Linked DNA regions of Mus musculus: all the other regions are linked to region 2. The links are chromatin contacts, called in public HiChIP or PLAC-seq maps. All regions are on one chromosome and are shown on one strand. The core of a region is the stretch at or near the end of the contact, and the rest is flanking DNA. Distances in the headings are between cores, read along the strand shown.

Evidence for each region. HiChIP or PLAC-seq counts read pairs in DNA pulled down with a chosen protein or histone mark.
Region 1: an H3K4me3 HiChIP or PLAC-seq map of forebrain shows a contact between it and region 2, with 3 times the contacts expected there. The contact joins two enhancer-like sites. A contact is called at or near these places in 1 of 484 Hi-C or Micro-C datasets (erythroid progenitors) and 5 of 115 datasets of contacts at active chromatin or transcription factors (bone marrow-derived dendritic cells, embryonic basal ganglia, embryonic forebrain and 2 more).
Region 3: an H3K4me3 HiChIP or PLAC-seq map of forebrain shows a contact between it and region 2, with 4 times the contacts expected there. The contact joins two enhancer-like sites. A contact is called at or near these places in 3 of 115 datasets of contacts at active chromatin or transcription factors (embryonic basal ganglia, embryonic midbrain and forebrain) and 1 of 9 other capture datasets (embryonic trunk).

Annotation. Positions count from the first base shown.
Region 1 is chr5:131,615,314-131,619,600 of GRCm38.p6, forward strand. The region is part of intron 5 of Auts2 (autism susceptibility candidate 2); the gene reads right to left. Among named protein-coding and RNA genes, the nearest start is that of Gm29681, 200 kb to the left of the region's middle. Within about 2 kb of position 1,423, at least 65 of the 459 cell types and tissues checked have an H3K27ac peak or open chromatin away from gene starts, as enhancers often do. A contact at or near this core is called in forebrain, where this site is marked.
Region 2 is chr5:132,028,609-132,032,946 of GRCm38.p6, forward strand. It overlaps Auts2 (autism susceptibility candidate 2), which reads right to left. Exons shown (of 20, transcript NM_001363480.1): 4 at 2,382-2,417. Among named protein-coding and RNA genes, the nearest start is that of 4930563F08Rik, 150 kb to the left of the region's middle. Within about 2 kb of position 1,268, at least 24 of the 459 cell types and tissues checked have an H3K27ac peak or open chromatin away from gene starts, as enhancers often do. A contact at or near this core is called in forebrain, where this site is marked.
Region 3 is chr5:131,598,753-131,602,779 of GRCm38.p6, forward strand. All of the region lies in intron 5 of Auts2 (autism susceptibility candidate 2), which reads right to left. Among named protein-coding and RNA genes, the nearest start is that of Gm29681, 190 kb to the left of the region's middle. Within about 2 kb of position 1,844, at least 134 of the 459 cell types and tissues checked have an H3K27ac peak or open chromatin away from gene starts, as enhancers often do. A contact at or near this core is called in forebrain, where this site is marked.

The DNA.
Region 1 (4,287 bases), core at 173-2,672, 410 kb before region 2:
GCCCAAGCCCCAGATTTTCAAGATGGAAACTCTAGGAGGGTAAAACGCACTCTTGAACGGCCCCTCCCCCTCTTCCAGGTTCATTCTCACCGAATTCTGGAAAACACCCATCCTACTTCATGCTACTACCTGAGAGCCCTGGGCATCTCTGGATTACCTGATAAGTTCATTTGGATTTTTTTTTTTATGAGGCTCAAATTAGCTGCAAATCAAAAGTCTAGCTTGTCCCAGCAGGGTACAGAGCCTTTACAGAGAATTCAGCTCTACTTCTGTTACTCCAGCAAGGTACCCATATTTATTTAAACCTACTGGTTACTTATCCATTAAATGGGTTTCTTAACCATCACATTGGTTATTTAATTCCTACCCCCATGGTTCCCCCTAGAAATAAAAAGTGCACTATAATTATATAAACTCTTAATTAAACTGAAGAATTCAGTTGCCATTACCCGTCAGTAATTCCACTCAATTAGGACAATAGACTTCCATTTATTACTGAACTCCTAATTGCTACTCATTTTCCTGGGTAGTAACTGCCAGTCCTATCAGACGATCCGCTTAAAGAAAATCCTGCTACAACATATATATTTCAATCCGGGATGGGGGTGGGGTGGGGAGGGGAGGTGAATCACATAGCCCTTACTAGTTAGGAGCTAGGTCCTCTTCTGCAGCCCCGAATGACTCCTAGGCTTAGAAATCCGAAGGCTGATGCCTCAGGCTGCCTGCGATCCACTGACTCCAGGAAGACTCAGCCACAAAGGCAGACCATTATCCAGGTAGGCGAGAGAATCCCAAAACCAACACGAAAGGAAAGAGAACTCAGAAACAATAGCACTTCATACAGTTCCTGAATTTCCAAAGACCAAATTCAAAGTCTCCAAGGAAGAGGCATTTCAGATCCGGAGATCCAAGGTAGATATTGGATTTGTCGCGGGAACCACTTGGGTCCTGGAACACTGAAGATAAGGGTTCGTAAGTGGCAGCGTAGGGGTACCTTCGCAGGGATCAGCCAGGCTTCACCTTCCTAGGCAGGTCCAGTGCGCTGAGGACGCAGAATCCTGCATTGGACTTGCACAAGTCCTGCCGTGGAACCGACTTTCAAATAGGTGTGCGGCGACTAGATGTGAGCCGGTGAGCGACCTACTCACAACTCCGGGACAGCAGGGGCTCCGGAGCGGCACGACCCTAGTCCGCAGACCAGCCAGGCTCTTGACGCGCCTCGACCCGCCTCCTCATGATCCTCTTTCCAATTAGCCCAGAAACCTGCAAACCGGCCGTCGACTAGCAAAGACACCCGCGGTGGGGAAACTTGACAATTTATTCCTGAGACCCGGGGGAGGTCACCCGCAGTGCACCAGCTGATTGGCTGCAGCGAAGGTTGCAGCGGTCGCAAAGCAAAGGCAGAGAGAGCGCGCACAGCTTCTGTTCCCGGTCGGCAATCCCAGTGGGCTAGGCAGGGGTATATAGGCAGCTCTGTAGCCAGCGGGGAGGGGGTGGCTTGGTGCACGTGACATGGAGGCTGTCCTAGGCACAACAGCCCTCAAACAGCAAACAGCTTCTCTATCCGGATTGGGTGGCTGCTTGGGTTTTTAGATGTCAAACTCTGAGCCCTCAATCCTGCTCTCTATCTCTCTCTCTCTCTCTCTCTCTCTCTCTCTCTCTCTCTCTCTCTCTCTCTCTCTTTCTCTCTCTCCCCTTTCTTAATTTCTTTTTCTTTTTTCCTGGTTTACTGACAGGGTCTCGGGTAGCTTAGGCTGGCCTCTAGCTTACTGTGTTGCCAATGCTAGCCTTGAATTCCTGATCCTCCTGCCTCCATCTCCAAAATGCTGTGACTATAAGCATGGACACCATGCCTACCTAGCTCAGAAGAGAACAAAGCTTTATCTCTGATTTTCTATCACAGAAAGGGAGACAGAAGATGAAATGGAGGAGACTAGAGATGAGTGGGAGGTGGGCTCAGGCCTGCCTTCCTTCTGCCTTCCCTCCCTTCTGTTTCTCCCTCATTTCTCATTTTGGGGGTAGGGTGGGTGGGCAGGGTGTCCTGTGCCCTACGCCATCTTGGAACTTTCGTGTAGCTAAAGATGACCTTGAGCCCTGGCTCTCCTGGGTGCCAGGAGTACAGAGTGTGCACCCTCACACCTGGTTTACGCAGAGCCGATAGGCAAACGTTCTATACCAACTGAACTACATCTCCAGAGGACCCCAGCTGCCCTTGGTGCTGCCTTCCCCCAAAGAGCATTTACAGCCTTGTCCCAGACGTATGGGATACGGAATGCACTCAATTACTGGTGTCTATTCCACAGTAAATCAGAGAGCCTTGTCTGCATTCTATACACTAAGAAACTAAGCTTGGGATACTTCTGTGACTTCCATTCCCTGAGCCAACAAATCAGAATGGACACACAGAGGCAAGCCTTTAATCACAGACTGCAGCCACATTTCAGTGTTCCTTGACCGAGGGTGTGTGTGGAGGATGGCTATTCCACACAGCATTATCTCTGTGCAGGGAACTCACAGCCAGGGGAGAATAGCAGAAGCCATGGAGGATGCTGCTTTCTGACCCATTCTCAGTCACTTGCTTAGGTAACAAGAGACTTACACAGCCCAGGACTACCTACCCAAGGAATGGTGCTGTCTCTAGGGAACTAGAGCCCTCTTACATCAATTAGCAAGAAGACAACCCCTCACACTTCAATCTGATTGGACATTCCTTCCTTCTCCGGTGTCAGGTTGACAGTTAAAAGCTAAGACAAAGGTACTATATTGCAAATGATACCAAGCCCCTAACAGTGGTGACAAAGTGGCTAGTCACACTTCTTGTAGTCTATCCACTCCATTTGGGAGATTCTTACTGCCTGGAGCTACATCAAGGTTAACGAGCTCATCCACCCCTGTCTCCCAGTGACTCAAGGTGTCTCCCTGTACCCTGAATGCACAGACAAGAGACTCCAGTCCTCTGGTGCTACCTGGATTTGGAATACGAATAGGCAGGGCTCAACACTAGGGGCACCGTGCTTGTCATCTTCCTGGACAGGCTGGTGAACTTGCTGATGACTGCTAGCACAAGACACTTTCTTCAAGCAAGGCCTCTGGATCAGCAGCACCCAGGAACTTTTATCAGCCATGACAAATACCGGGCCAGACCTCCTCCTACCGAATCAGAAGCGGTAGAGGTGAGACCCAGCCGTCAGTTCTCAGGAGGATGCCAGGAGGTACTGGCGCAAGCTCAGGATAAAGAAATTCAACTCCAAGTGCTACTTTCTGGGGTCACACGTGAGAACAAAGGAAAAGGCCAGGTTGGAATCTGAGCAAGTCACCACTGTGCATCAAGAAGTAAACGTGTTCCTCCTCAGCCTCAGCTGCAGCTCTTCTAGGGCCAGCTCTGAAAGAGTCTGAGAACCGAGGCTACAGGAGTCTCTTGAGGTTCTGCGGCTAGATTAATCTTCTTGGCATCTCGGTGTAGTGGGAACAGAGTCGAGATCTGGTCAGGCCAGGCTCTGTGGATCATGTCATGGACATCTGGGGCAGCATGCTATTTTCTGTCTGGCGATGTTCTGGGATGCTCCGTTGGGTGAGACGAAGCCTCCTGCCAAAGGGTCAGGGCTCCTTTGGGGACCTGCTATTCAAATGGCTGGTGTGCCATGTGGGGACACTAACACAGATTGTGGGGGATGAGTTGTTGCACTGTGGCATTCCCTGGGGTGGTACCACTGGACTTGAAGTCCAATCCTAGAGGGACAGTCCCTCTGCTTGCCTGGATATTGTAACAACTGAACAGCATCTGGTGTTGGGGGGAGGAAAATAAAGCATTGCTGACAACAGGCTGGGCTTGTTGAACCCATGGCTGGGGAGATGGCTCACAGGGTAAAGGCTACCTAGACTGATGACCTGAGTTTGATTCCCCAGAACCAATGTGATGGAAGAAGAGAACCAAGCCCTGAAAGTTGCCCTTTGACCTCCATCAGAGACTGTTTGACATGCATGGATCAAACATTAAATAAGTTAAAAAAAAAAAAAAGGTCGGGCGTGGTGGCACACGCTTTTAATCCCAGCACTCGGGAGGCAGAGGCAGGCGGATTTCTGAGTTCAAGGCCAGCCTGGTCTACAGAGTGAGTTCCAGGACAGCCAGGGCTACCCAGAGAAACCCTGTCTCAAAAAACCAAAAGAAAAAGAAAAGAAGAAAGAAAGAAAGCAAGCAAGCAAGCAAGCTGTCCATTGAAGTTTCATGCAGTCCAGGCTGGCATTGAACTTGTAGATAAAAAGCCTTGAATTCCCTATCCCCCTGCC
Region 2 (4,338 bases), core at 18-2,517:
CAGTATCAGTTTCATGAACAAGGACAACTTCTGGGTTTTCACCTTAGTTTACTAAAATCTCCACTATAGGACAGGGGAGCAAACAGAAGGTTCTGGAGGGAGGAGGGATACTGAAGCAAGGGACAGTGTTTAAAAACGAAACAAAACAAAACAAAACAAAACAAAACAGTTCTTCCTTGTTCAGCTAAAGGTAGGGAAACTTAGTCTTTTCAAATTCAACAGTCCATGATTTAATGATAAGGATTAGCTCATCTGTGGTGATTTCCACATTTCAAAGAGTTGTCAAAGGCAATTAATGAGAAAACAAACAAACAAACAAAAAAAAAACAGTATGGGACTCAACCTGATAGTGACTCACCTTCATTACAAACTTAGTGAAGCCGTTCTCATAAAAGGACCATGAGCACAACATAAACACTGTATCTCAAGTTGGGGAAGAGGGGCCAATCACAGAAACTGTAAATACATTACTTCCATTTAAAAGCAAGAGACTCGCCAACGTGGAAGTCAGTCCCTGAAATCGAGTACTACACGTGATGCCGTTGGACTGACACTGGAAACAGAGCCCGGCTTTGATGAGGGCTTGGCAACTCCACTAAGGATTTTGCAGGGTGATAACGGAACAATGTGGGATTGGAAACACATTCCGCAGAGGGGCATTTTTATCATAGCTGAGAGCGGGACAGACATCTGGTACTCATCTTCTCCATGTACGCTAATAACACGACAGCTCTTGAGATAAGCAAAGTAAGTTGATTTTACCAAGGCAACTTTTACAAAATGAGTAAGTTTTATAAGCGAAGCAAAGTTGACCCAGCACAAAAAAACAAACAAACAAAAAAACAAAAAACAAAAAACAAAAAAAAAAACCCAAAAACAAAAAACCCTTCCAAATCCTAATCAAGGATTCGCTAGTTATCAAATATGTCATTAAGTAATAAAAGCATTCCAAGAACTAAGGAGGTAAAAAGCAAAACAAAATGTGGATTCTGATTCCTGAAGTGACACCCTTCTTTCAGGGTGATCACACTGACAACATAAATGACAGTAGAATGTTCAGGCTGTAACTGAACGTGGTGAAGGTGGTGGCTTCGGCTCTATTTCTGAAAGGGAGGTGGGGTGAGGATAGAGAGCATGGAGGGCAGGCACCGCAGCCTGCAGATCTTACTTCCAGCATCGCAACCCACACCCAGCCTGGTGTGAAGAGATGGCAGATGGGACGACGTCTGTTCTTTCAACTGCTAAAGCAAGACACGGAGCGTATCCTGCTTCTTCTGTAAGCATGAATATTCAGGCCCGCTGCGCAGAACCACCATCAGTGTGCTAACTGTATGATGCAGGGCCAGAGGAATCCTTAGCATTCTCCTTGGATTATAGTTCAAGACGAAGTTAGTGGGACCAGGTGAGGGTGCCTTTTGGGCCAAATTTAGGAAAGACTTGATATTCACTGAAACGATGCTGATTTTCATAATTCAACCAGAAATGCAGTCAGAGAAACGAGTCACAAGAAGACTGATTGGCCATGTTAAGAGGACAACGTTAAGAGCAGCTGAACTGAATGGGTGTTTATTGGCTATGGTTGGTAGCATGTGTTCTATCTTGCGTATTATAGTATCAAGCGTTACTTCAGAACACAATCAAGTGCCTGTAAGTACTAAAATACACAGTGCTATGCCATCTTGTGTAAATAGTTGTGGTTTGTAATTCTTCCTCATTTATACCATGAGAAGGAATACTAAACCCACAAAGGATAATTTTGTTATAAAAAATGCAATGAAGCAACCATCTCTCTGTCCTTGAATGAAAGATAGTGTAATAATCCCAGAGGTATATTTCGTCCATCCCCTCCCCTCCCCTAAGAACAAAGTGTAAGGACCAGAACACATATAATGCATCTGTATTTGCCAAACTGTGGAGTGTGGTGATTGCTGGCTTAAAAGCCAGATACAGCTACCAACCAAGTACAAGGAAAACACTACTGGAATGCCATCTCCCCTCACAGTGAAATAACAGAAACAGAAAAGCAAGTCACTGTGCACACTGAAGCTCTTTTGAGTACTTAGAAGAAATCAAATAATTCCATATGTAATCTGACTTCCAGCAATTATGGAATTGGGCTGGCAAGGGCAATCATGTGTCCCCCCTATCTCCTAAACGTGCTAAGTTCCCCACCGAGGCAGATGCCTCCTGATCCTTAAGGCCCAACAGGTTAAACCCTTTAGAAATAAGACAATCCTCAACGACAGGGCAGAAATCAGTGAGCTCGTTAGGGGCAAGAGGGATTCCTCGGGTGTCATTTTTTCACACTGTAATGAGGGTTTGTTATACGAGCGAACTGATGGCAAGAGGAGGCGCGCAGGTGGAAGTGGAGATGGACTTACGAAGTAGCCTGTCCCCAAGCTGGAAGGAGCTGAACTCTGTAAAGGAAGCACAGAGACAGAGCACAAAAGTCAGTGGCCATTTTTAGCATGTTCCCATCCACACAGCTCATTACCAACCCTTTGTGAGTTTTTCATCACACATCACATGCCCGAGTCCGAGACCCCTTGTCGTCTGCTGCTGATACACACACAGTATTGCTTGATTTTTCCCTTTATATCTCTCAGCGACTCAGAGATGCTAACGTGCTATTTACTAGATTCTGAGCTTCTGCGGTGGACGTAATTGCCAATTTATTTGACAGGCAGCTGGGTAATGAATTAATGATGGCATTTCGCCCTGCACTGAGACTAAACAGGCACGTGGCAGCCTGCCTCCCCGATTTCCTGACATTCAAGGCCCGGGTCTCAAGCTATTTGGTTTTGTGGCCGCAGAGAGGCAGGCAAGAGGAAAAAAAAGCCCAGACTGACTTGAAAATAAAAAGCCCAATGGGTTTGGATGACTTTTTGGTATATGACCTACTTGCTAGTTTATTCCCCAAAGGCTTTGGTTTAGCACACACTTGGCACTGTGCAAAAATTAGACATTTTGTAAACATAATTAGTTGACTAAAATGCAAAGAATCCGTGGGTGGAGGGAAGCAGTTTTTCTCTCAATAATATCAATTCAGACTGCCATAGCGCTCACACAGTGAACCAACTGAAAATCAATAATTCTGAACTGAACTCAGGGTATCAAGTACTGAGGGAAAAAAAGCCAAAGTATGAATACAAAATTCATCTGTATATCTTTCTATTACTATGTATGTATGTATGTATGTATGTATGCATGCCTACGTTAGTTTATGTGTACTATGTGTGTACAGGTGCCCTAGGGAGGCCACAGGGTAATGGATCCTCTAGAACGTGGGTTCAAGGCAATTGTGCTGAGGAAATGCTGGGAACCAAACTTGGGGGAAGAGTAAGAACTCACCCATCTCTCCAGTACCGCCCCCCCTCAATTTGAGTCAGGTTCTCATGAAATCTGTTTTCCCCCAATTCCAGAGGTATGCACCACTGCACTCCTTTATGTAGTGATCGAATAAAGGGCTTTCTGAATGCTAGGAACCACTCAACCAACTAAAGTATTTGCCCAACACTCTACCTAGTTTATGGACAAGGTCTCTGTAGTCTAGGCTAGCCTCAGACTCCCTTGATCCTCTTGGATCCCTCTCCCGAGTGTTGGGAAACCAGAAGTGTACCACAGCACCTGGTTTGAACATTGCTAGCACCTCAGACATGCTGGGCAAACATTCCACCAATGAAGCTGCAGCCCTAGCCCTGGATCAGTTTTGTTTATAGGCTTTCTCTAAAACTTGTCCTAAGAAATTGTTTAACGTTTTGTCGTCCTCTTTGTGAGCGGGGGGGGGGGGGGTGGGGTGGGGGTGGGGGGTGGGGGGGAAGGCACTGAACAAGCTGGAAATGAAAATAACCTGATGCAGAGTCAGTCTTTAAATTCTAGCTCAGCAGCTTTGTATTAGGGCTGACCACATCTTCATAGAAAAGCCTGATTGCCACCCTAATTCAACAGTTATTAACATCAGCTCATCCACTTACATAGCCAACCTGCTATTCTTTAGACAAAAGGCAGGAGGGGAACATGTGCCTATTCATCATGTCTTTCGCTCAAGATGCACTGCAGAAATGCAGGTTGAAGTGATGTCTAAATACATGGATCGTATGAGGGAGGAGAGGCTAAGGAGAATTTCACATCTTCGTAACCACAACAGGTATGATTTCTGCTGACTGTAAATTGAGGTGTTACTCTTCTTATCATTGTGACCAGCCACCTGAAGAAAATCAACTTAAAGAAGGGAGGACTTATTTTGGATCTCTGCTTGAGGATAAAGTTTGTCATAGTGAGGATGGCATGTCAGAAGGTCCTAATCACGCTGTGTGAGCAGTCAGTAATTGGTATCAA
Region 3 (4,027 bases), core at 594-3,093, 430 kb before region 2:
AGCAATTCAGGCTGACCAGTGCACACCCCTAAGTCACACATCCTGGAGCAATGACTGACTGGTGATCTAGCTCTAACCACCTTCTCTAGACAGCAGAGCAGTCAGGACAGAAGGCTGGCATTTGCAGAGATGGCAAGGGCTTTCCCTTGAATAGAGGAAAGCCCCACAGGTGCCCACCTTCAGGGAGATATTGTTAGAGAGGAGCCCAGGCTATTAGACTTCCTTTCAAGGCTGGAATCACAAGAAGTCAGTTAGGGGCTGAAAGGATTCTAATGTTACCCAGAGCCCTCATCATACCATGGCTACCTCTGGGTGGTCTTCTTTGTCCCTGTTCTCTAATGGAGAGCCTGTATCTGGGCACAAACATTCTCTTATTTTTTAAGAGACATATTTCTTTTACTTAGGTTAGTCTGCAGGTAGGAGGTTATGTATATCATCTCTGTGCAGGGAGGGGAGGCCAGAGGTGGCACTGGGTTCCTCTGGAACTGGAGTTCCAGGTAGTCATGAGCCACTCTGTGGGTGTTGGGAACCAAACTCAGGTCCTCTGCAAGGGTACTAAGCACTCTTAACTGCTAAGCCATTTCTCTAACACATCTCTGCTCTTAACCTTGGGTCTTGAGACTTCCTTTGTGACCGTTAACAACCCTGCCACTCTCTCTCTGACCAGTCCTGCTGCCCAACTGAAGACATTCTCAGGTCTCTCTAGTCTAAGTTTGCAGGGAATTTTTCTTGCTTGGGGAGTATGTTATTCTAATGACATGAGCTTTTACTCTGGACCACAAACCAAACCAAATGAAACCCAAAACCAGAGTTTGAAAACCTAGCTCAGGACCCAGAGCCTAGAACATGCTTGCTATTAGCAGGAACTAATAACAATGCTGTACTCTTCACATCCCCAGTGGACTCAGATAAATGGAATCAAGAAGTCTCAAGGCAGAGAGAAGCTAGTTTTCCTTTTCCTTATGGAGAAATATCTGCATTAAATACATTACATATCTTCTGGTGAGAGATATTTCTAATATCACTCTGCCATTTCTACTGGCCCCAGGCTTTCATTACGATCACTGGATATTGCTGCAAAAAGGCCTAACTGACCTTTGCCTATGCGAACCAAGAGTCACGCACACTCCTGGTGAAGAAGATGGACTTGCCATGAACTTGATGCTTAGCTGAGGATGACCTTGAAGTTCTGATCTTTCTGCCTCCACAAATGTGTCCTGCTACCATGCTGGGGATGGAAGCTTAGGCTTCCTGCATGCTAGGTGAGCGAGCAATCACCTCAGCCTCTCTCCAGACATTTAATGTGTGTGCATACACGCACTCACACACATGCACAGGTATATGCATGGTATATGCACACATATACCATGGAGTCTTCTTATGCCACCCTGTCCTCAGACCCAGGTGCATTATTTCCTTCCCACTACACAGGGCTGTACTCTGTGTTATCTACTGAAAGTCTGGGAAAAACAGAAAGAAGAAAAAGGCCTCATGTCTACTCACAGTGGAGGCTGTTCTAAGACAGCCACCATGGTTGCCTGGAAAGGACCAAGTAGATGGTCTGAAGTCGCACTGTGAGGTTGGCCAGTCTCCTGTCTCGAGGGCAGGGAGCAACGTGTGGGATCTATAGGTGAGCTGCCTGGCAGTTTGGCCCTGCAAACCACTGGCCTCTGGGCCCCCTGCCAGGCTGCCTTTGCTGCTGCCAGGGGAAGTGATGTGTTCTGCAGGAGAGTGCCAGCTGGCGGGCCTTTCTCCCCAGGGGGCAAGCCGTAAGCACAGATTACCAAGGACTTTGTTCAGTTCTGCCGCGGACTCCCCAAGGAGAGGCACATCACAACCCCGCATCAGCACTAATAGGCTGTGATGTGTCAGACTGGGGCTAAGCAGGCCAGCGGGGGTGGCAGGGCATGGGAGCAGAAGAGAGGACAAAGGCCCCGCCTCCTCCACAGCCAGCAACTGGCTCAGAGCCCTGAGCCAAGCAGGAAAATGATCTCTCTATGGCAGACTTCACTCTACACAGGCAGAGTAAGAGGAATACCTCCGAAGTGCACACTGCCTATCCACACTAGACACCGACTCCTATTCAGCCCCGTCTCAGACATCCCCAGAGCCTCCTGCAATTTCAGAAGGGCAACTAAAACTTTCCTTTGCTTCATTTCAAGGGCCTGTGGACTGTGAAGTCACATGGACTGCCACATTCGAGACGTTGTCATGGAGACAGTGGTGGCTGCATCACTGATGTTGGTCTCCACTTTCATAAAAAAAAAAAGTCATTTAAATTTTTATGTATAAGACCAGTTCATTAGACTGAGAAATTAAATTGATCATTTCTTCCCCCCCCCCCCCCCCAGTTCACCCAGAGGAATTTCTGAGAGAACTATAGATTAGCATATGTGGAAGTTGGGTGGGATTTTGGCAACACAATTGGCTGTGGGAGGACAGGTAGTTTTTGTTTTGTTTTTTGTTTTTTTCCAGCCATTTTTAATCTCTGACCTGAAACTAATCTACATCAAAAACCAAAGATGGTTTCCTTCACTTGCTTAAGTCCATGGCTAGTCTGCTATCCAGCTGACCAATGATGATTGCAGCCTGTGTTTGGGATGTGTTATGGCTCATATAGAGACTGGTAACTCTGCCACTTTCCAAGGGACCACTTGGCCAGTGATCTAAAACCCAGCGTGTGTGAGTGCGTGTTAATGCAGGGCTATGGGTATGGAACACCCAGACAGGCCATCCAACCAAGCCGAATCTTCCTACAAAGGCCTCCGATGGTTGACTAGAATACTCCAAGGAACCGAAGAGATTACTTTCTTATATCGATCAGTGTGTGTGAGCGCTTGCGAACCGTGTGGCGTGTGGAGCTCACGCCTGGGTATGGAGGCCTGAGGCTGGTTATAGGTGTCTCCCTCAATTGTCTCATTTTTTTGAGACAAAGTCTTTCTCTGAAAGTTGGCTTACTGATTGGCTGTGCTGGAGGACCGGTGAGCCCCAGCAATCTGGCTAGCTGTGCCTTTCCAGCACTGTGCCCAGTGTTTCCCCTAGGTCTGGGGATCTGAACCAGGCTCCTCAATGTTTGTACTGCAAGCCCTTTGTACTCACTGAGCCATCTCTGCAGCCCAGCTTCTCTTGCATGTACAACTCCTGCATTTTCTTTTCCTTCCTGTTTGTAAACCCATTGCTACTGTCCTTGCTCTGACTATGGCCTCTATGCCCTGTAGAGTTAGCAAGAAGCTCTCTCTCCCTGCTGGCTCTCTGTACACCTCTGGGGTCAACACCGCCACTATGGGACTTAGCTGGCCCAACAGCCCTCGTAAGCCCTCCCTGTCAGCTCTTGTGGGGTCCTGCCTTTGATGTCCTCAGCTTGGGAAGAGACTTAATGAGTTCTCACCAGGGTTGGTCCTTAACAAAACACACCTAACACAATACCCCCACACACATCTCCTTTCGTAATACCCAGGCAAGCTGTCATGAGAATCCACTGAGACAGTCTGGGCAGCAAATATTACTTGAGTCTGGAAAGGGGATGAAGTGTCTTTAAGGAAACACACACACACACACACACACACACACACACACACCCCTATGCTTGGATATATGTATGTGTCGTCTCCAACCTTTTTTTCCTCTTGCTATTCCAGGGCTTGTCTTTAATGAGCAGCTCCAAATGACAGCTTTAATCACTGCCTCTGGCCACTGAAAGAGGCTGCTAATGACAGGAAAGAACACAGGGCCATTTGCATCAATCAGCTCCAGTCTAAATCACTTTTTATGATAATGCACCCAAGCGAAGAAGAAAGTGTCTCTGTCGCCTGCATGGTGATGTACCTCTGTGCTGTCTCCACAGCTCAGACCTCCACATAAATCTCTTAAAGAGGCACACACCCCACCCTGGCCTGCCCGCCCAGCACTGCCCTCATTTTCTACACCATTAATGATCCCCCACTGGAGCTAGAGCCATGGCAAGCTGAGCAGGCTGTTCCTTTTTTTCAAGGAGAGAACCTCTGTCTTAAAATGCAAGAAAGGCAAA